Regions from separate parts of the Mus musculus genome. Here all the other regions are linked to region 3. The links are chromatin contacts, called in public HiChIP or PLAC-seq and promoter capture Hi-C maps. All regions are on one chromosome and are shown on one strand. Each heading gives the region's core, a stretch centred on a gene start, on an enhancer-like site or on the middle of the called end of the contact. The rest is flanking DNA. Distances are from core to core; before and after follow the strand shown. Region 1 holds the start of Dock2 (dedicator of cyto-kinesis 2). Region 2 has its middle 2.9 kb from the start of Gm25799. Region 3 holds the start of Pank3 (pantothenate kinase 3). Region 4 has its middle 34 kb from the start of Gm33277. Region 5 overlaps Spdl1 (spindle apparatus coiled-coil protein 1). Region 6 has its middle 63 kb from the start of Slit3. Region 7 has its middle 24 kb from the start of Gm25799.

Evidence for each region. Promoter capture Hi-C pulls out the DNA fragments that hold promoters and counts their contacts. HiChIP or PLAC-seq counts read pairs in DNA pulled down with a chosen protein or histone mark.
Region 1: a contact with region 3 is called in an H3K27ac HiChIP or PLAC-seq map of large pre-B cells, with 4 times the contacts expected there. The contact joins the promoter of Dock2 here to the promoter of Pank3 in region 3. A contact is called at or near these places in 5 of 39 promoter capture datasets (the C10 cell line, cranial neural crest, frontonasal cranial neural crest and 2 more) and 2 of 115 datasets of contacts at active chromatin or transcription factors (bone marrow-derived macrophages and large pre-B cells).
Region 2: a promoter capture Hi-C map of cranial neural crest shows a contact between it and region 3. The contact joins the enhancer-like site here to the promoter of Pank3 in region 3. A contact is called at or near these places in 3 of 39 promoter capture datasets (cranial neural crest, frontonasal cranial neural crest and second pharyngeal arch cranial neural crest) and 8 of 115 datasets of contacts at active chromatin or transcription factors (the NIH/3T3 cell line, embryonic forebrain, embryonic limb bud and 4 more).
Region 4: a promoter capture Hi-C map of hippocampal neurons shows a contact between it and region 3, with 2.2 times the contacts expected there. The contact joins the enhancer-like site here to the promoter of Pank3 in region 3. A contact is called at or near these places in 5 of 39 promoter capture datasets (the 3T3-L1 cell line, hippocampal neurons and liver).
Region 5: an H3K4me3 HiChIP or PLAC-seq map of bone marrow-derived macrophages shows a contact between it and region 3, with 4 times the contacts expected there. The contact joins the enhancer-like site here to the promoter of Pank3 in region 3. A contact is called at or near these places in 8 of 39 promoter capture datasets (the C10 cell line, cranial neural crest, frontonasal cranial neural crest and 5 more), 2 of 484 Hi-C or Micro-C datasets (the G1E-ER4 cell line and large pre-B cells), 14 of 115 datasets of contacts at active chromatin or transcription factors (the 230-238 cell line, the NIH/3T3 cell line, astrocytes and 7 more) and 1 of 9 other capture datasets (adipose tissue).
Region 6: a contact with region 3 is called in a promoter capture Hi-C map of hippocampal neurons, with 2.3 times the contacts expected there. The contact joins the enhancer-like site here to the promoter of Pank3 in region 3. A contact is called at or near these places in 6 of 39 promoter capture datasets (the 3T3-L1 cell line, 3T3-L1-derived adipocytes, cranial neural crest and 3 more) and 1 of 115 datasets of contacts at active chromatin or transcription factors (the NIH/3T3 cell line).
Region 7: a contact with region 3 is called in a promoter capture Hi-C map of the 3T3-L1 cell line, with 9 times the contacts expected there. The contact joins the enhancer-like site here to the promoter of Pank3 in region 3. A contact is called at or near these places in 9 of 39 promoter capture datasets (the 3T3-L1 cell line, 3T3-L1-derived adipocytes, cranial neural crest and 6 more), 8 of 115 datasets of contacts at active chromatin or transcription factors (embryonic fibroblasts, embryonic forebrain, embryonic hindbrain and 5 more) and 1 of 9 other capture datasets (adipose tissue).

What each region holds. Positions count from the first base shown.
Region 1 is chr11:34,782,264-34,785,200 of GRCm38.p6, forward strand. Dock2 (dedicator of cyto-kinesis 2) reads right to left here and starts at 1,642. Exons shown (of 52, transcript NM_033374.3): 1 at 1,518-1,642. The coding sequence starts at 1,560.
Region 2 is chr11:34,894,437-34,897,703 of GRCm38.p6, forward strand. No RefSeq gene overlaps it. Among named protein-coding and RNA genes, the nearest start is that of Gm25799, 2.9 kb to the right of the region's middle. Within about 2 kb of position 1,350, at least 6 of the 459 cell types and tissues checked have an H3K27ac peak or open chromatin away from gene starts, as enhancers often do.
Region 3 is chr11:35,767,867-35,770,926 of GRCm38.p6, forward strand. It overlaps Pank3 (pantothenate kinase 3), which reads left to right and starts at 1,629. Exons shown (of 7, transcript NM_145962.2): 1 at 1,629-2,081. The coding sequence starts at 2,054.
Region 4 is chr11:34,974,218-34,977,343 of GRCm38.p6, forward strand. No RefSeq gene overlaps it. Among named protein-coding and RNA genes, the nearest start is that of Gm33277, 34 kb to the left of the region's middle. Within about 2 kb of position 1,609, at least 6 of the 459 cell types and tissues checked have an H3K27ac peak or open chromatin away from gene starts, as enhancers often do. A contact at or near this core is called in hippocampal neurons, where this site is marked.
Region 5 is chr11:34,813,219-34,816,476 of GRCm38.p6, forward strand. It overlaps Spdl1 (spindle apparatus coiled-coil protein 1), which reads right to left. Exons shown (of 12, transcript NM_027411.2): 11 at 108-456. Among named protein-coding and RNA genes, the nearest start is that of Spdl1, 19 kb to the right of the region's middle. Within about 2 kb of position 1,818, at least 2 of the 459 cell types and tissues checked have an H3K27ac peak or open chromatin away from gene starts, as enhancers often do. A contact at or near this core is called in bone marrow-derived macrophages, where this site is marked.
Region 6 is chr11:35,056,607-35,059,508 of GRCm38.p6, forward strand. No RefSeq gene overlaps it. Among named protein-coding and RNA genes, the nearest start is that of Slit3, 63 kb to the right of the region's middle. Within about 2 kb of position 1,390, at least 4 of the 459 cell types and tissues checked have an H3K27ac peak or open chromatin away from gene starts, as enhancers often do. A contact at or near this core is called in hippocampal neurons, where this site is marked.
Region 7 is chr11:34,873,154-34,876,167 of GRCm38.p6, forward strand. No RefSeq gene overlaps it. Among named protein-coding and RNA genes, the nearest start is that of Gm25799, 24 kb to the right of the region's middle. Within about 2 kb of position 1,263, at least 1 of the 459 cell types and tissues checked has an H3K27ac peak or open chromatin away from gene starts, as enhancers often do.

The sequences.
Region 1 (2,937 bases), core at 392-2,891, 990 kb before region 3:
CTTCACAACCCAAACTTCTAACCTTCTCCAGACTCCTCAAGGCAGAAGCTGTGCCTTTCTTAAGCACACTGCCTTGCCTGGGAGGAGTCTACTCTGCTTCCACCCCAGGCCTTCTCTGGAGCTCTGATGGAGTCCTGTGGCAAGGCTGTAGCAGGAATGGAAAATAACCTGGTAGGGATTGCCTAAGGCACCCAGAGATGGCCCAGCTGTCTCAACTCCTCACACTTCTCTAACCTTTTGCCTCCCTCCAAGCCCTGTGCCCACCATCTCCAGTGGCCTTCACAATGCAATGCTATGAAATAGGAAAGTGTTAGTACCTGTCATAGAGTGGGGGGAGGAAGGGTGTGGTCTAGGCTTCCACTTAACCCACACCACACCCTTGCCTCCCCTCACAGCAGATTTAAGAGCCCTTCCTTTCTGAGCGTGCTTCTCCAGGCCAGCTAATTTGCCCTAAGACACAAGGTTGCCCCGCCCACATCCCCTGCCCTTTTCACAGTCCTTCTGTTCCTGTATAAATTGCTAGTGGGGATACCCCAGGTGGAAAGGCCGGAGTTGGAGAAGTTTTGAACTTTTAAAGGAGCCTTTATTGAGTCAAATTCAAACTTCCCATTTTATGGATGGAGAACCTGAGACCCCTTGCAGATATGACTTGTCAGTTCTCTGCTGGGGACTTTTCATCTCAAAGTGCCTCACAGTGCCAAATGCTTGCCTGTAGAGGATGGATAGATCTGAGAACCCCCAAAGTAGCCACTCTCAAACTGTGGCTCATGAATACACACACACACCCTGCATCTATCACTCCCACCTCTGAGCTGCCTCAGGCCCGGCCTGTTGAAGCATCCTCTCTTGGGGAGATCTGCGATCTGGCAGTATGGAAATCCCCCAGTCAACCTTTAAATTCTCACTTAGAGTTGGCAGGATTGCATCACTGGTGCCACTTAGAGTCACATTACCTGACACCTCCCTTCCCCCAGCCACCACTTCCGCCCCCAGTTTGAAGCAGAGGCTTCTGGGAGCTTAGATGGCTGAAGCTGATGAGGCTGTTTTCTCCGATAATTTGACAGGACTCACTCTCTCAAAAGCTCTAATGAAAGACCCCATTGGCTTTGTCCCGGCCCCAAACTGGATACCTGGGATATTAGAGCAGTTAGATCAGAGTCACCTGACCGAGAGCAAACCAGCAAACGAGATGGACAGAGCCATGGTGGCTTGAAGACTGGCTAATGGAGAGTGCTCTGTGCAAAGCAAAGTCTGGTACACAGAGCTGCGGGGCCACCTCATCTTAAGGATGTGTGAGCAAGCACTTGGGAGAGGCTGAAGGCAAGAATATACTTTCTCTGCCTTCATTTTCTCCTTCAACCCGGCGACTGCAGCAGAGAGAAAGCACTGCGTTCCAGACCATAAGTTAGCATGGCCCGCCCTGCCCTCACCCATCCTGCAGGTCCCATCACATCTGCCTCCAGCCACCTGCCCTCTGCCGCAGCGCAGACCCAGTGCCCACACTTGCCCACACCTACCCACTCCGTGACGCTCCTTGTCAGTTTTGCGCCAGGGGGCCATGGCAAGACCGGAGCCTTGAGAGCCTCCTGTTCTCTAGTGAAGAAGCTGGCTGGGGTGGTTAGGCGCCTTGCAGGGCCCCACTTCCTTCCTCTTTTTAAACTCTCTCTCTCTCAAGGTCCGCCTTCCCCTCCTCTGGGTCCCCACTCCCTCCTCCCCCTTCTTCTCCAGCAGGGGCACACACAGCCAAGGGCTAGAAGATTGCCTTCAAAATTTGGAGACCACCCTCATTTGTCTCTTCCGGAGGAAAGTGGCTACAAGGCATACAGGTACTTAAAGCCAACCCAGACCGCGAGGGTAGAGTTTCCCTGACTTCTGAACCCTGTTAGTGACTAAGCATGAGCTTTGGGGGCTGATCTTCATTTCTCGGTGTTTCGGGTTCTTCATCAGGAAGATGGGGTAAGATTGCCCCTTCACCTGCTTTTCCTGAGGATTAGAGAAGAACCTGTACTCAGTGAGTGACACGCTAGAGATGGGGTCACTTTAGTTAGCATCCTTTCTGTGCCATGAACCCAACTGGGAATCCGATGCCAGCCCAGAAGCCTCCCTCTAACACTACTCAGGCACACCAGCAGGTCTGGGCACCTTCACCACCAGCAAGCGTGGGCAGGGCAAGAGACAGCCAGGGTGAATTAGACAGACATTTCCCCACAAACCTGAAGTTTGCTCTTGGAATAGATTCAATTGAAGAGGAAAATATCTCTCAGGGCTACCATCACAATGATCTAAGTCTCCTTGAATTTTCTTTCTTTATTACCATTTCCCATAACCTCTTTCTGCCCTACCCCAGACACATTAGGAAAGACCAGGCAAAATCACTACTGACAGTTTTCACAAAATACCAATTTTCTTTCATTTTAATTTATTGGCTTTTCAGTTTCTGACAGCACAAGTTGGGTGCATCTGTTAGATTACTTTTCCCTAGGAACACATGAAACCCTCTACCCACCACAGATAGGGCTCTAATGACAGACCTTAGCAATGACTCCTCTCAAGTCTAGGTTGGGAAATCAAAGAGTTCGTTGAATTTGCTTCTAGGAACACAACTGAGGGGTTACTTAAAGGAGCATAGGTGAACCCCAAAACAGCTACATCACTAAAATGTCTCACCCCACATTGGATGAGAACTTCCCCATAGCTGCATAGGTATAGTCTCCTCTTTCATTAATCCATCACACACTCTGTCACCTCTCAGACCATGTGACTATGTATGCCTGAGACAAAGTTACATGCAGCTGCCAGAGACACTCAGAAAGGACTGGCTGAAATCCCAGAAGGGGTTCTAATGACTCCCCCACTCTCCCTTGGCAACAGGCCAAATCTTGGGGAATCTCTTGGGAATAGTCACAAGTGTTCTAGTGGCCCTTGTAAGAGCTAGAA
Region 2 (3,267 bases), core at 100-2,599, 870 kb before region 3:
TTCATCACTGAAGGAAATCAGGACAGGAACTCAAACAGAGCAGGAACCTGGAGGCAGGAACTGATGCAGAGGCCATGGTGGGTGCTGCTTACTTGTTTATATGCCATGACTTGCTCAGCCTGCTTTCTTTTAAAACCCAGAACCGTCTGTCCAGGGATGGCACTACCCATGATGGGCTGGGCCCTCCTCATCAATCAATAATTTTAAAAATGTCCTTCAGGCTTACCTACAGTCTGATCTTATGAAGGCATTTTCTCAATTGAGGTTCCCTCCTCTCAGATGACTCTATCTTGTGTCAAGTTGACATAAAACTAGTCAGGACAGGAATCAAATAATAATACAATGGAAGGGTGGTGCAAACGAAAGAGAGGAGAAGAACAGTAGGGGCAGGAGAGACAAAGGCGGGGTGAGAGGAGACCACTGTACTGGGTGCCCAGTAATCAGTCAGAATTTTATTTGAGATGTGGATATGAGAATATGAGAATGTCTTTGCCTCTACTCAAGACCTTGCCCACTTCCAATAAGAATGTCCTTTCCCCTGAAAAATTTGTTCTCTTCTCCCACACTAACTAGTTCTCTGAGGAGTAAATTCAGCAGCTTCATTTAGTGATCATGTGCTAGCATTGGCTGACAAGCCATTCTGGATTGTATAGATCAAAGTCAGGCTTCCATTATCCATAATCTCTGTTTGTCTCACAGGCCTTTGAGCTTAGCACAATGAGTTGCTACCCATGATTTGTTAGGAGTACATTTATTGGCCTGACCCATTTTCTCCATTTTCATCTCATGCTCAGGATGAGGCATAAGGAAGATGCTGTTTAGTGGACCCCCATCAGGGCGTTGCCAGTCATGGCTCAGCTAGTTACTGGCTCTCTCTGAAACCTGCCAGCTGAAGGGAAAAAAAAGATACCATCTAATATTAGTTCTACTTCCCAACCCCAAAACTCCACTCACAGATTAGGTGGACCTCTCTTGCTGGCTGACAAATATCGAAAGCCCGTTCTTCAGGAATCACGCTTTCTCCCCCAAACCCTTTCTGACGAGGGTCCTCCATCACCTCATAGATCAGATCTATCACGGGAGGTGCAGAGAGAAGAGGCCCACAGAGCCATGGGTGAGGTCATTTTGCATGAACCTGGTTCAGCAAGCATCACTTTCAGGAGGCTTCTTGCTGCAATGCACATCAAGCACACTCCAGGCAGATGTCCCCATCAGACATGGAGACCATTACTAAGGATGTGAAATGTTCCCGGCGTGGCTTGCTACAGCGCTTTATGGGATGTGAGAATGCCGTCTGTGATTGTTAGGAATTTGGAAAGGCTTTTCAGAATGGAAGCCGTCAGTGTCTCCGGGGATTCTCAGAGCTGTTCATACGGCAACATTTGCATTAGTCATTCCAGATGTGAGAGCCTTCCCTGATACTTAGTGAGAGGGGTTGAGGGTATTTCATAGACAGAAAATGATCTGTAAAGAGTGAGGGACAGAGGAACCTCCCTCCTCCTCAGTCCCTCCCTGTCAGCACAGAAAACAGTATCTTCTCTCATCACTAACACCCTGGCACTTACAGCCTCTTTTATTTCCATCTACTATTTAGGGCGACCCCTCAGCCAGATTGTCAGCCCTTTTGCAGCGGGGAGTCCTGTTTATGTCTTACTCATCTGTGTATCACTACATCATCAAACATCTTGTGCTAGAGATGTTAGAAGCAATTTTGTTTTAGCTCTTTGGTAATTGGTACATTCCATATGTTAAAAAGATGGCATATTCACTAACCTAAAACTCCAGTGTGCCAGCTGTAGGTCAGGTATTATTTGGGGATCTTGAGCTTCCACAGCACTAAGGATGGTGGAGATGGTACTGATACCATGCAAACTGCTAACAGTTCTGACAGCTAACCTGCCCTGAGTGTTTATTATATACAGAGTGTCATCTGCATATTGGATGCATCTAATCTTGATTTTCCTGATATTAACCTTGATGAAGGATTACGATTTACCTCCATTATTATTTTTAAAAATTTATGATTAAAATATGCAAATATTTAAAATATAAAATATTTTATTAATTTTTAAGGATTTTATACAATGTAATTTGAACATATAATCCCCAGTTCCTCCTCTTAACTCCTTCTGGATCCACTTTTACCTCTCCATCTCTTCTGTGGAAAAAAAAAATCAACCAAATTCAATTTCTGCTGCTCATACAGTATGAGTATGGAGCCTTGTCCTGGAGTGTGGTCCACCTTACTGGGATCTATAACTTAATCTCCCTTCCCTAGAAGCCATTTACTGTCAATAGTCATTTACTGACTCTTAGGGGTGGGGCTTGTGAGCCCCCCCCCCCCATGCTAGAATGTTGATCTTATACAGGTCTTGTGTAGGCAGCCACAGTTGCTATGGGTTCCTTAGTGCAGTGGTCTGGAGGAATTGTTTTATCCTGGTCTTCTCTAACCGCTGACTCTTATAAATCATGTTGCATCCTCTTCTACAGTGGCCCATGAGCATAAAATAAAATTATTTATTTCTGTGTGTATATGTGTGTGAGTATGTGTATGTGTTTGTGCCTACATGTATATGTGCATGCACGTGTGTGCTTGTTCCCACAAAGGCCAGGAGAAGGCATCCCAGCATCCGGAACTGGAGTTACAAGTGGTTGTGAGTGATGCAAGGTGAATGCTAGGAACTAAACTTTGGTCCTGCGAAAGGACAGAATGTGTTCTTTACCACAGAGCACTCTTTCTGCCCTGGAAACCCATCTTTCAAATGAAACACTAAAGAGAAGAATGACTATAGTGTGGGTTCTGATTTTAAGAGGGTCACCACCATGAAGGTATGTCACAAGATGAAATAATGGTAATGATTATTTACATATATAAAAATTTAAAAACAGCTTTAAGAAGTCCACAGCAAGACTAACAAAGGTATGCCAACTCCATGAACAAGAGTCACGTGTGCTTATCTGAGAGAAAAGATGCAATTTAAGGGTAATAAGGGAACATAATCAGACGAACAAGGGTTCCTTTTTTGCATAAATTTCATGGGCTTGATTCAGTAGAGTTGATGAACATTTAACAACTACATTTCCAGGTGTGGTTTCTGATGAATGTGGGTTTATGCTTTCTCTAACATTAACGAGTAAAACGAAGGTGACATAAATAATGAAAACATGTCACACGCTGATTTGTTTGTGAAGGGTAAACCTCTTTGCTGCACTGGGTGATAGTTTTTAAACACTGGAGTAACACTTCTTCAAGCTTTCCAACGATTC
Region 3 (3,060 bases), core at 379-2,878:
TTATCTCCCCCTTTCCAGCCCCCAATAGGGTGTCTCTGTGTAGCCCTGGCCTTCCTGGAACTTGATCTGTAGACCAGTCTGGCCTGGAACTCAGAAATCTGCCTGTCTATGTTGGGATTAAAGGCATGAGCCACTACCACACACCTGGCTTCTCTCTCTCTCTGCCCTTGCTTTATCAACTGTTTCAGTCTGTCTTGTGTTGCCTATATCTAAATACTTGAGACTTGGTATGTTATGGGGGAGGAGGGTGTTTAGTTACCCTTTGGAGGCAGGGGTGGTCTGACAAACATTACACGGTAAAATCCAAAGAAGAATGTCAAGTGAATCTGAAAGTCGCCAGAACACCAAAGCTAACTTTCCATTATATCCACCAGTACACAGTAATTAAACCAGACCTGCCAGACCCAACTCATTCCCATAAGCTCTAACCTAGTCCCATGAGATGTAATACAGTCTCTAGAGAAAGTCATTGATCAACCGCAAGACTGGTGTCCCCATTACCCAGTCACTTCCTGAAGGCCCCACCTTCTCACACTACTTCATTGAGAAATGAAGCCTCAGTGTGAATTTTGGCTTAGAGCAACTAAATCCAAACTATAGCAATCAGCAAAGGCAGGACAGCAGAGCTCGCCAGTTAGATTGTTTCTTGGAATGCTATCTTCCAGGGCCAACTCCCCAGGGGCAAGCACATGGAGGTTCCTACCAAGCCACATATTGTCAATGACTGAATTCTTTGCCATCTAAGACATAAAAGTGGAGGAGAGGCCATGTCCTTGATACCATCTCTTCCTTTTCCGATGGATGATCTCAAATCACAAGAGGCGTAGAGAAAAGGGTATCCTGGGTTTATTCTGAGAACTGGTGCATCTAATTCTTTTCTCTGAAAGTCACTTTCCTCTTTATAATGAGGAGCTAGACTAGAGAGATCCTGTGAGGAACCTGAAAGGCATGTGCTTTCAAACGTTTTGTTTTATGAGACAGGGTTTCTCTGTAGCTCTGGGTGTCCTGGAACTCGCTCTGTAGACCAGGCTGGCCTCGAATTTCCAGAGATCTGCCTGCCTCTGCCTCCACAGAGTTCAGGGATTAAAGGCGTTGCACCACGACCATACTACAACTTTCAAGTGTTTCGACTGCCTCGTTCCTGCCGTATCTTCACAGTAAATAAAACTCGCATGTGACTCAAAAGGCTGCTAGACTACATTACATTAAATAATAATTATGTAGCAAATGTTACCATCTTTAGTGACCTTCCAACCCCAATATTCAAGGTGTTCCTTTAGCGGATGACTTATCTCATCAAACGTATTCAGTGGTCTGGACCCCTGAATTTTGACACAGCCATCACAGGGAAAAACCATCAAGAGGAAAATCTGCGACTGCGTGACAGCCACAGCGCCCTCAGAGTTCACAACCCCTCTCTTCTTTCAGCCGCTACGAGACCAGAGCCCGGGAATTGCCAGGACCGCCCACGGCTTGCTACCATTGGCGGCCTCCTTGCTGGCGTGACTAAGGCTCCGCCTCTTCCCCGCTGGGACCACTCTGAGGCGATCTCCGGAAGCGGAGGGGGGCTAGAAATAGGGGTCGAGAGGCATCCTGGGCTTTGTAGTCCGCCTGAGCATCTGCCGCAGGAGAGTGGAGCCTCACTCTACGGAGAACTACAACTCCTAGCAGCCCCGCGGAGAGCGAGGCGAGGAGGCCTGAGTCACGTGGGCGCTGGGCCTGGGCGGGCTATTTCTCAGTGCGGCGGCGGCGGCGGCGGCGGCTCGGGGGACCGGGGCCTTTTGTTCGGAGCGGCTGCGGGGGGCCACGGAGCGGCGAGGCCCGCGGCCTTCCCCGGCTCGCTCGGTCCCGGCCGCCCCTTGCGGGGTTGCTGGGCCGCCCCGTGGGCCGCCTGTGGCCTCAGGCGCCGCCGCCCCGCCCTAGGCCCGCCCCACCCGGCCTGAGGGGAGGAACCGGCCGGGCCTCGCCGCGCGGCCCAGCCAGCTCCGGAGTATTCACCTCTCCTCGCTGAGCTCTGCACCCGAGGCTACCCCTCGCGCCTTAGGCCGACGCCATGAAGATCAAGGATGCCAAAAAACCCTGTAAGATGGGACCGGGGACCCGTGGGTTGGGAAGACGGGCCTTGGAGCCTCTGGCGGAGCGGCCCGCTTTAAGCTCGCGACTGTTCTCGGACGCCAGCCAGGGAGGGAAGGGAGGGATCGCTGCAGCCCCAGGTTGCAGGCGGCGGGCTTCCCCACCCCCATGCATGAGGGCCAGGCTCCTGCGGTCCCCCTGCCCGCTGCTCTCTTGCTCCTGCAGATCTGGGAGGTGCACGGGAGAATCTTGACTCGGGTTTTACCAAAATGGGAGCACAGCTACCAGGCCCCTCTTGAAAAGAGGTAGTCATGGCTGTCAGATAGGGGTTGGTACACCACCTCCCTCCCATTTTCCCCAGTTTCTGGGTTTCCTGCGCGTGTCCTTGAAGTCCAGGTGGGTTCCTGGGAGTTGTCAGCCTTGCATTTGGAGCTGTTCAACGCTTGTGCATGTACTCTGCCTGTAGATAAATTAATGGCTTGGGCAGTTTAGAAAATCAGCTGGTTTTGTGTTTTAGGGAGCAGATAAACACCAAGGTTAAACATCGTATTTCAGCTATTTCGAACACATTAATATGGTGATAAATACCTCGAGCTTTTTTCTGTAGTTGTACATGCATATACATGCAAAGGTTCTAACCCTGTTATGAGAGACACATCAAGGTTCACAAGCTGTCTTTTAAATGCCTCTTATTCCTGCGGTTGGCTTGTTTATTGGCTCAGTCTTTGTGAATGTTGTTCTTTCATTCTCTACTAACTGGGCATGTGGGGATCTGTGTTCCTGTCATAGAGGTTTTACAGATTTTAGTGTTTTATGCCATCTACAACTGCGCCTAGAGGTCAGCTGTAAAGGGGGCATGAACATCTTCCCTGCCTGTTCCCATAAACCTCACAGACTCAGCTTCCAACGCAGTCCAGAAACATTTACTTAAAACGTGAGAGTTCTCAGTGCTTAAAGATGAGGAAAGAGAACTTTGCTTCAGTGACT
Region 4 (3,126 bases), core at 359-2,858, 790 kb before region 3:
GCTTGGGTTGGCTTGTCCTCTGAGAAGTGTGACCTTGGAAACTGGATGAAGAGTCTCTGGCCCATAAGATACTTACACCTGGCAGGTCCCCTCAAGGAAAAGTACCAAGAACACCTGCCCTGCAAAACTCTGTGGTAGTTGGGATGCAAGTGAGAAGAAAAGATGGGAGTCCCCACTCTGGTCAGTGGCTACTATGAACTTCTATCCATCCATTTATCTACCCATGAAACAAGATATATTTATTACATTCTTCCTGTATGTTAAGCACCATACTTGTATTGAACTACTTCATTAAGAAAAACTTTGCTTGTGGTATCTGAAGTATAAGATCTGGTATCTTCAGATATTAAGATATATCTGAAGTCAGTAAGCTCAGATTTAGGTTGTTATCCAAACTGGCACTAACCATTGAGATATCAAAAGTCATAGAGTATATATATATTTTAGGGAAACACCTATTTTCCATATTTAATACAATGTTAGGGCTATAATAAGTATTTCCTTCTGGTCTCTCTTTTGAGTTTACTCCTAGCATAAACATTTATGTCAAGTCTAGTTGTTATCCCTATTTCAAGTATAGCATGTAAGGAGTCGCCAGAGTACCCTCCTCCATCCCTCCCTCTCTTCCTCCCCTCTTCCTCACTGGCTCTCTATCTGCCTCCTCTTTCATATGGATTGACATGTAATGATTATGTATGTACACCCAAAGGGCATGTGGATCCTCCTTGAACTCCTAAAGTCCACTTTTGATTTCCTAATATCTACCAATTCCCGAGTTCAAGACTCTGCAATTTGAGAGTTCCTAGAATTTGGAGCAATTATGATTGCAGCTTCTTTTGCTCTGAAGCCACTGCAGCACCCGCCCACCCCTCTGAAGTTGGACCTTATCCAAACACGGAACTCAGCCCTTTCTTTGAGTTCCATAAGAAATGGACTTAACCACCAAAAGTATCTGTAGGCTTAACAGATGAATTTGTGTGTTGGTGGAAGAAGAGTGGAAGCAAAAACAAAAACCAAAAACCAAACAAAACAACAACAACAAACTTCAACAGATGCAATTTCGTCTGCTCTGTGTCTGCGAGTTTAGAGAGCTGGACAAGTCACTCCCCTTCTGTGTCTCAGTCCCTCATATCTCATTCTAAAAGGGCACCATAATATTTGCTCACAGGGTTAATATGTATGAGATTTATTTATTTTTTAACCAAAAGGATTAGGGCTAAAAATATAGCTCAGAAGTTAAGAGCAAGTACTGCTCTTGCTGAAGACCCGAGTTTGGTTCCAAACACCCACATCTGCTACCTCACAGTCATCAACTGCATTGGGGTCTGACATCAATGACCTCGCCAGCACTGCATCCAGCTGCGTGTACCCCAACCCCCTCCCCAACATATGCACATATAATTGAAGATGATAAAAATAAATCTTCTTGTAAAAAGGAAAGTCCTGGGTTTCATTTCAGCTCACATATTGGGAGAGATGATAGATAGCCAGGCAGATAGACACGAGACAGAGCTGAGTAAAGCTCTCATTTACACACATACATAGATGGGTACCACCACCATCGTTCCTTTAATTCCTGGCTTCTCTCACTCTGCCCCATTTGTTCCTCCTCCTCACTTTCCTCTCCTGTGAGCATTCTGGAAGAGAGACAGATTCACCCCAGCCCTCTGCTGTTCTTGTATAGAACAATTTCTCTTCTTTCTGCTCCGAGGTCTTGGCTCCCACTGACGTCATATCCCAAGCATGTTTACCAAGGTATTTTCCAGACAATGATCGCTTCCTCCTTGTGAGGGATTAAGGTGTCAAAAGTCATGATAATATTTTTTCAACTTGTTACATTTATGTATACACAAAAAGCTCCATGGCTTTAAATCAGTATTAAAAACACTGGCTGTGTCTTTGGGCTGTTTCACTCTCAAGAAATTCTCCGGTTCAGAGGAAGTAGCGTTTCCTGGCAGTGAGAGAGACTTCACTCAGTACATGCCTTCTAATGATGGCCAGGCCAGGCCGTCCGGGCCTCCTCCTTCCCTGGTCCTGGGACCTAGAGAATGACAGTAGCTCTTTTCTATAAAGGTCAAGGGGCTACAAGACCAGATGACTGGAACCTGGCACAGAAGTCAGTGATAGGAGGTTACCCGGAAAAGTATCTAATCTCTCTAGTCTCAGGATATCTCTTGCTTCTTTTATTCATCCGCCTTCAAAAAAGTCAGTCTCGTAGATGGAAGGAGATGTCTCTCAAGAAAGAGAACATATGATCCCAGAGTTTCACAGTCTTACTTATATGTTGGGGTTGGCTCGTAGCTGTGATGAACAAACAGGACTCCCAGAGAGCCACTCCTTTCTCCTATAAAGCAGGCACTTACACTCACGCATGTATGTGCGTGTGTGTCTGTGTGTCTCTGTGTGTGATTTTTATAATTTTTATAGAAAATGAGTCAAATAGACTCATACATCTATTTGAGTGCTGGTAGCAAATCACATTAAAAACTGAAACTTCCCATTGCTATCTCAGTTTCAGATCTACTCTGTGACTCCTTCCCTCTTTCTTACCATGGCCCAGAGAAGAAGACAGAAGTTTGATTGCTGTCTTTGGCATCAGTCAGAGGAAGAAGTTGACATTGGAAGAGTTTCGATGTAATTATAGTCTATCTTAGGTTTGGGATACGGATAGAGACAAACAAAGAGGAACGTGAGAGGCCTGTTCCATCTCTCAGGTGTGTCATGGAAAGAGTCCAGCTGGAGTCTCAACTTCATAATAATGAGCTTTGGGTTTTGGGCAAAACATACCAAGTGTGGTCTCCCTGTGTCACAGAGGAGCAGTGATGCCTGTCCACAAGGCTGTGACGGTTTGAGAGCAGCAGAGTTTTCTCCTGGGTTTTCAATACTGCCATTTCTTGAATGTTGTTCTTACCTTTTGGACCTTCCTCTCCAAATCCAGAAAACACCAGATGTAGACCTGGCAACAGTTGTTTTTCCCTCCTGACTTTCTTTTCCCCAGATCTTTCCATACTTACTATGCCCACTGGTCCTCTCGAGGACAGGTGTGAAGATGGTCTTCCCATAGTTCATTCCACACAACCAAAAGAAGGGATTAGGTAGTAATCCAGAAGTCACCACTATTGGAAA
Region 5 (3,258 bases), core at 568-3,067, 950 kb before region 3:
CAGTGCACACAGTGCTGGGAACATAGACAGAGCCACACGGCACAATGCAGGCGGTGAGAAAGGAATGATGGAGAAGGCTACTGGCAGCCAGGCAGAAAGACACTGACCTGGGAGAATTGGGGGTATTCCCACTTTGTTCATGTAAGACCTCAATGTTGGCCGGACTATCCACAAGCTTCACACACTTCTTCTCCTTCTTCGGCTGTGTATCCAGATGCAGGTTCTTATGAGGAGAGAGGCTGGCTGGCTGCACACATGAAGAGGCTGGCTGTTTCCACTGCACAGTGTTATCTTTTAAGCTATTAAGACAGGATTCCTCCTCCCTGTGAGGTGGGAGTCTAGAAACTCCATCCTCAGTGGCACTGGCAGCAGCTGTTTCTTCTGTTTCTTCTGGCGTGGTTATATTCAATGGCAGCACCTCGCGCCTCCTTTTGAGTACAGGTACTTCAATTCTCTCTGAAAAACAGTCATTAAAATATATGCTTATTGAATAAAACAAAGACACAACCCAAGGAAACTCAGTGAGTTATACATAAACTCATTTCTCTTTTTGGTACTCTGAAGATATACTTTTCTCTTTGATAAAATATATACTTTTAATTTTCATGTAAGTATATACTGCATGTTGAGCACCCCACACACGTGGTATGTCCCCATTTTCTTGGCTCTCCTTCCAGCCTCCTTCACTCTCCTGGTCATCTTCATTTCTGCTTCCTTCCTCTGTTTTCACCCCGTCTCTCTGGCAGGCACTCTTCACTGTTCTCTTTCTGTGGTCCAGGAAAGGACTCCAGGCTTTACCCTCGCTGAACTCCAGCTCGGGCCCCACACACCATCAACTCTGTCTTCTAAGACTATCTGCAATGTTTTCCTTGTCGATTCTGTAATCTAGAAAGCCCAGGCTGACCAGGATGTGCAGGTGACAGCAGGAATGCAGGCCATCTTCCTGAAACCTCTGGGAGGGAAGGCAGCAGTGGCCGAGTCCAGGAGTTCTGGATCGGGTCCCACACTGCAGCCAGGTGATCTCAGGCAGTAACTTCTCTGCACTTCGATATCTTTAAATTAAAGAACACCAAACCTGCTTCATTCAGTACTGTCTTGTAGAGATGAAATGAAGGATGGAACTCTGAATATTGGTAATGTATGCCTACTGGACTCATCTATAAAATATATTCAGATGCTGGCCACTTGTGTGATGCACGTTTCCCCAGTCCCAACCACACCCTGCCTCCCAGCAGCTACTGCAGAGCCCCTATCCTCATGGCCTACTGATCCCCTATGAGGGTCCCACAGCCACTCAGTGACTTGCCCTAATGCCTTCCTCCCACCGACACATCAATGTGCCCTTTCATTTTCAACATCAGCACATCAGCGGCCTGAGGTCCTGCACAGGAAGGCTCCCTGCTCGCGCTGCTGCTCTCAGGTCAGCCAGACCCCACCTCTCTTTTCCTCTGTGCTTCTCAATCACCCTGACTCCCACCACCTCGAGTCTTTGCTAGGTTGGCAGACCTTAGAAATTCATAATGGGTAATTTTTTCTTTTCATAAGGATAATATTTAATTGGGGTGGGTTATATGTTCAGAAATTCAGTCCATTATCATCAAGGCAGAAACATGGCAATGTCATAATGGGTGATTCTTAATCAGGGGAGCCTATTGGAGTCAAAGAGAAAAAAAAGGATAAAGACGCCTTTAAAAAAAAAAAAAAACTATAAAAAAAAATCTTTCTATTGTGAACACCTCCCCCTAGTGGTGAGACTTAATAGAGTTCCCAGAGATGACTGCCGAGTTAGGCAAAGGACCTGGTGAAGAATCCTTAAACCTAACATGTTAGTTAACCCAGCCTTCTGGGGAGGAGATGGGTCAGAAGCACAGAATTCATACATTTCTTAACACTGACTTTCTAACTTTCAACCTCTATACCATACAACCCACTGTTTGCAATAGATCAGCTGCAAAGACTGGATAGGCAGGCTATTTCCTGAGTAATTAGATGTAGGATATTTCCCCCATCAAAATGGACAGAACTCTGAGTCAGGAATGATGGCGCACAGCTTTAATTCCAGCACTTAGCAGGCATCAGCAGTAGGTTCTCGAATTCAAGTATGGAGTATACAACGAGTTCTACACTCACCAAGACTGCATATATAACTTTGAGAACCTCTCAAAGTTAGGAAGGGAGGGAGGGAGGGAGGGAAGAAAAAAGTCAAGATGAAAGGTGGAATAAGAATCTTTATTTCCATCAATTATCCTTCCAGATAACAAAAAATATAAGGAAAAAAACCAGTGAAAATTGAAGTAGATGACATAAACCACAGAACTGATCAACCAGAGTAAAGAATAGTGAGCTTTAAAGATAGGCTGCTTGAAAATAAAGAAGAAAACGAAAATGAGTGAGAAGGAAGAAAGAAAATGTCAGCATTTTAGGAGATACCATCCAAAGGTGTCCAGAAGAAAACTAGAGAATGACAAAAAGTGCAAAGTTTATCCAAAGGAATAACAGAAAACTCTATAAACCCAAGAAATGTAAAAAGATGGGAAGATCAAAAGTCTGGACAGAGTCAAATTCTCAAAGGTCAAAGAGAACATTCAAGAGCAGCACAGGGCAGGTGAGAGAATGGCAGCACTGCAGGGGACTTCAGATACTGAAGGGGAAAGCTGCCGGACACCCTTCCCTAATAAAAGCTAAAGGATGCTCAAAAGAAAGAGAAGATACCCCGGGCGGTGGTGGCGCACGCCTTTAATCCCAGCACTCCGGAGGCAGAGGCAGGCGATTTCTGAGTTCGAGGACAGCCTGGTCTACAGAGTGAGTTCCAGGACAGCCAGGGCTACACAGAGAATCCCTGTCTCGAAAAACCAAAACCAAAACCAAAAAATAAGAGACAATGCAAATGTGCACCATGAAACCATGCGAAGCTGGGGAGGAGGGACATGCTCAGTGGTTAAGGGCACTAGCTGCTCTTCCAGAGGACCTGAGTTCAGTTCCCAGCAACCATATGGCAGCTCACAACTATTCTTAACTCCGGTTCCGGGTTATCTGACATCTTCCGATCTCTGCAGGCACCAGGCATGTACATGGTGTACAGACAGACATGCAGACAAAACACTCATATACATAGAAATAAATTTTGAGTGTGGAAGAAGTATCTGAAGGTTTAACCCCTGAAATACTCAGAGAAAATCCTTGAATATTCAAAGTTGAGAGCCACAGCCCCTGTGCTCTCAGCAGGAAGATTTAAAAACACTAACAAAGGAACAATTC
Region 6 (2,902 bases), core at 140-2,639, 710 kb before region 3:
AGCAATGCATGCCTGTCTGCTGTCCTTTTGCTCTGGATATGGCAAGGAATTTCCATGTCAATCTCGCTCTTATTTGGAGACACTGCTCAAATGCACAGCCGAAGTGAAAAGCTTTGGAGCACAGAAGAGAAAGGGAGCAGTGAAGAGGCTGTGTAACAACAAACCTCGGACCATTGTGTCACAGCCAGGAAGAACCAGAACTTCTTTATAGACCGATCCTCCATCTTTGTAGAGCTAAGAAGCAAAGTCCAGCCTAGGGTAGAGTCTTGCCATGGAGAGCAGCAATTTATAGAATGTTAATTAAAGAGAAATCTAAATGAACATAGCTAGGGTGAGGTATCTCCAGGGGTCTTCAATTTACAAATGGGTTGGCCACTGGTGATGTAGACCAAGGTTCCTTAACCTTTTCCCAACCCTAACCCCTTTCACATTCTAGCACAGTCCATTCCAAAGATATGCTAGTTTGGAACTCACATGCTGAGACATCGTGGTAGACGAATACTGAAAATTTATTTTCTATAATTGAAACATATTTCTATGAAGCAGACCTCAGGTATGTAGATATATAAAATCTATGTAGAATGTATCTAAATCAAACATGTTCTGATGATTAATCATAATAAAATTGTATTTTAGAAGAATTTTTGATATTTACATATGTGTGAAACATATTCATACATGTTCATAAAGGACAAAAAAATTAATTTGCATATGAATTAGATTAACATTTTTTATTAATTTTTATGTAAAGAATTATACCTTGAATGCATATTTTATATTGCAGGTCAGGACTTAGCCTACATAGAGAATCTTGGATGCTTTCTAGAGTTTATTGACATTTTTATTTTTAATTATTAATGCTAAAAATTCCTCTTCACATAATTTCAAAGTTGTTGGAAATTTTGTCCTAATCCTAAGCCAGAATTCATTCAGTGATTTTTTTTAATAAAGCTCAAATTTACAACTTAATTTTTTTAAAAATGTATATGTGCATAGACATTGGACACATACAAGCATGGACACTCACATATGCATGCACATGCCATGGGATGCATGTGGGGGCCAGAGGACAAGTTGCAGGATCACATGAGTCATAGGAATTGAACTCAGGTTGTTGGACTTGGTGGCAAAATCTCTAGTCACTGATCCATCTTCCTGACCCTCAAGGGTTTTAAAATCAAACATTCTAACTTTACCCAATCCGAAGATACACTAATCTGATACTTACACACTGAGAATGATGGCAGGAAAACATTTAAAGCCTGTTTCCCATAATTAGAACATTATGCTTCTGTAAGAGCATAAAAAAAATTGTATGCACAGCAGAAACACTGTAATTCACAGCATAGAAGAGTCTGGAATCTGAGTGTGGGCGTTGTTTGGTTGGTGTTGCTAGGTGTGCTGATGCAAAGTGAAAAGTGTTCTGAATGTGTGCTTAAAGCTGCAGTGACATCACCCTAACTGCCGAAACATCTCTCCAGCCCCAGTCAAGGGCTTCCCCATCCTAGTTTATAAAACACCCGAGGTAGGGAGAATGAGATGCTAGGTGGCACTGACGCCCAGCTAATGATGCTCGGAGGACAGCGGTCAGAGGAAGGCACCTGGAAAGGTAGAGTTGGATACTGGATGCTCCCAGACAGAAGGACAAGAAGCCATCTGGAGAGAGCAGAGCATCATTCCATTTTAGCATTTCCTTATGCTTCAGACTCTTGGTTGTGATAATCTGTTATTCGCTCAGACGCTGGGAAGGGTTAGAAGGAAGCCGACTGCAAATCTCTTCTTAGAGCTCAGCTCTTCAGGTAACAGCTTGTATTGGTATACGTTACATCATCATATCACTGTGGACACAGAAAGAAATGACACAGACTGGGCTCAGAAACCCACTGGCCCCCATTTCTGAGGTCTAGAAGCCCATATCAAGATGTAGGCATGGATGAGTACTTCGGCAGCCTGTGAAACCGAGATGTTCCAAGCTTTTCTTGAAACTTCTGGGGTCCTCAGGACTTCATTGGCTTACAGAAAATATTTCCTCTGCACATGTCTCTCTATGTCCATATTTCCCCGTTTCTGTGAGCAACAGCTGTTCTGTAGTAGGGCCCACCTTAAGCATCTTAATCAAAGAAGATCTTAATTTTTTAAAATTTTCACTTATTTAATGTATGAGAGCTCTATCTGCATGTATACCTGTGTGCCAGAAGAGGGCAGTAGATCTCATTACACATGGTTGTGAGCCACCATGTGGTTGCTGGGAATTGAACTCAGGACCTGTGGAAGAGCAGGCAGTGCTCTTAACTGCTGAGCCATCTCTCCAGCCCAAAGATCCTATTTTTAAAATCACTCTTAGGATGTTCATCAGGTTGGGCCCAAAACCTGTGCTCAAATGATCCTTCTGCCTCTGTTTCCCAACTAGCTAAGTGCAGATAAAGCCACCTTTAAAAAAAAAATCTTTGTTTCCACATGTACAGACACATGCTTGTTCATGTATGGGAGCGTGAGAGTACACACACCAGTGACAGTACCTTCCACATTATTTGGGGCTGATTTGCCCCCCCACACACACACCCATCCCCCACCACACACACCAGGCAGGATAGCTGACCCAGAGCTTCCAGGGACCTCATATCTCCATCTCTCCACAGCATGGGCATTACCAATGTATGCTACCACATGTGGCCTTACTGGATTCAAGTTCAGATTCTCACCCTATTTCTAAATAAGGTCAGACCCACAGTTGCCTATGTGTGTCTTGTTTTTTCTCATTGTGATTGAGGTACTTAACAATGTAAAGGAGAGGGGGATTATTTTGGCTTACAGTATGAGGCAATACAGATGCTCAGGGTGGAAAAAGCATGGGGTTTGGCTGGTTATGTTGTCTCTGAAGCCAGGAAACAGAGGGTGGCAA
Region 7 (3,014 bases), core at 13-2,512, 900 kb before region 3:
ACCAAGTTTAGGCAGTGAAGGGAAACCACTGAAATCAGAAATGGTAGGAACATGGAAGACAGAGGTACAGAGATCAATGTAGGTCATAATGGCCCTCTCAAGAGGTTTCAGAGGAGAATATTATAAATGGCTTAGAGATTGATCTTGTGAAATTTTGGTAAAGAATGTGGCTTCCCCCCCACTCCCAAGTCCAAAAACTCTGCCTGAGGCTAAATTGAAGAGTTTGGATTAACAGTGTTGGCAGAGAGTTCAAGACTGTGTTGCTTGGTTATTAGTGGCCATGTTTATGCAAATCTATAATGGAAAGGAGCAGGGTGAAGAACCGCGTTTACAAAATGTTCAGTTTGAGGAAAAGGAAGTGTAAGGAGGCTAAATCCCATGTTTAAGGAGATAAAAAGTTTAAAGAAAAACCTGATCTAGGGGAATCAAGTGAATGGTGAACTCAAGGCAAGACCCAGTTTAGTTTCCAACTCGTAAAAAAGAATTAAACAAAAGTTTAGGGTTGGGTGTGGTGGCCCACACCTTTAATCCCAGCAGTTGCAAAGCAGATGCAGGCAGGTTTCTGAGTTCAAGGCCAGCTTGGTCTACATAAAGAGTTCCAGGATAACCAAGTTTAGGCAGTGAAGGAAACCACTGAAATCAGAAATCTGGTGAAAATGTATTTGAACAAGAGGGCCGTGTTCCAGCCCCAGCAAGCAAATGAACTTGGCAGCAATGAGCTTCTGGCTTAAGAGTCAAGGATACAGGAAAGGGATTGTGGAATCTCCCTCTGTGGCTAAGGAATGCTTCTGAGGCCACCTGTGTGTCAGGGGTGTTCCTCCATGGAGACCCAGAGAGACCATTGCATGAAGCTGTGAAGATGAAGCCTGGATTGCCCTGCAGACTCCAAGATGTTAGAGATGCCAGCGCCATGGGATACCTGCCAAGGGAAACTGCTAACAGGGTGTGACACCAGCCCGAGAGAAAGAAGTGTGTTACAATTAACAAAGCTGAAGGGAGCTTGAGGGCTGAAGAGCACTTTGACATCAGACTTGGAGATACAGAGTTTGGAGTGTGGCTTTTGTCCAGCATTTCCTCACTATTCTCCCACTGCCCTGCTTTGGAATGTGTATCCCATGCCATTGTATGTTGGAAGTACTCCATCTGTCTTTTTAATCTTGATTTTACACGGGGTTACAATTAAGATATTGCCTTGAGTCTCAGAAAAGACATTGAACTTTAGACTTTTAAGTAGTGTTGAGGCTGTTACAGACTATGAGAGCTTTAAGTTGGACTGAATACATTTTTGTATTGTAGTATGGCTACAATGCTATTGGGGCACCACAGAGTAGAATGTGTGGTTTGAATAGGAATGGCATCCATAGACTAATATTTGAATACTTGGTCATTAGAGAGAGTGATGCTGCTTGACAGAGATTAGGAGGTGTGGCCTTGCTGGAGTAGGTACAGCACTGGAGGAAGTATGCCACTGGGAGTGGGCTTTGGGGTTTCAGAAGTCCAAGCCAGGCCCACTAGCTCTCTCTCTTCCTGATGTGGATCTGGATGTAGAACTCCCAGCTGCGCCGGGCGTGGTGGCGCGCGCCTTTAATCCCAGCACTTGGGAGGCAGAGGCAGGTGGATTTCTGAGTTCGAGGCCAGCCTGGTCTACAGAGGGAGTTCCAGGACAGCCAGGGCTATACAGAGAAACCCTGTCTCGAAAAACAAAACAAAAAACAAAACAACAACAACAAAAAAGAACTCCCAGCTGACTCTCCAGTACCATTTCTGCCTGTATATTGCCATGCTCCCAAACATGATTATAATGAATATCCCAAGCTGTAAGCAAACCCAAATTAAATGCTTTCTCTTACTAGACTTGCTATGGTTATGGTATCTCTTTATAGCAGTAGAACAATCACCAAGACAGTCTTCTTTTTTAATTTTAATTTTTTTTTTTATTTTTGGTCTCAGTATGTTTTGGAGAGATCTTTTTCATAAAGAGTTACATATGAACTCTAGCCTTTTTAAATATTACACAGCAGGGTGTTCCTAAATAGCAATCATGCTAACATGAATTGGATGTCTGGCATGTGTCAAATGTTTTGGCCTTTAATGGAGAGTAACTTGTCTAATATTTTTTGTTTGTTTGTTTTTTGAGACAAGCTTTCTCTGTGTAATCCTGGAACTCACTCTGTCTAATTTTTAATAATGCTTTATAAACAATGGCATTTCACGATTGTTTTACATTTAGCAAAGCTGATTCACGAGATAGGTAGATAATTTTGGCAAGTGTAAATTGTTAGTAAGCAGTGGACTATATAGTTTTGATGGCTTTGTTTCAAACACTATAGTTTGTTCCTAGTATAAGCATACCACACTCTTGTTTTTTATTTATTTTGGGATGTGTGTGTGTGTGTGTGTGTGTTATATGCTCACATGTGTGTGTATATGTTTGTGTCTTAAGCACTTGGGTATGAGGGCACACATGTATGTCTTATTTTGCTTTGTTGCTGCTCTCTGTTTCTTTAAGAAAGAAATGGTTTCTCTCTGAACTGGAAGTGAGGCCGTCTGTCACGTAAGCTTCTGGGATCTACCTGTCTCCACCACCCCTGAGTGCTAAGGGTTAGACACTCACAGATCTGCCAGAACTTCATATGGGTGCTGAGGATTTTAGTTCAGGTTCCAGGCTCATTCTGTTAGTGTTCTTGCCCACCGAGTCACCTTCCCAGCCCCCAACACAACACACTTTAACATTCTTTGCTTGTATCTTTATCCTAAACAGTATTACATTGGAAAGCTTTGTTTACTTGCCTTTGTTTCTATGTACAAATACTTAATATAGAGTAGAGGCCTTAAAAGGACTCTCTGGGTCAAAAGTCCAATACATATAAAATTGTGACAATTTAAATAGGAGGACACTTGTTGCATTGGTCAGTTATTTGACTTCCTCAATTCAGAACACTCTGGCTGGTTGAACTGTGGAACTCAAAAACCTTCCAAGCCCTCAGCCTCTGTTTCATACTTGTCCTTGGTCT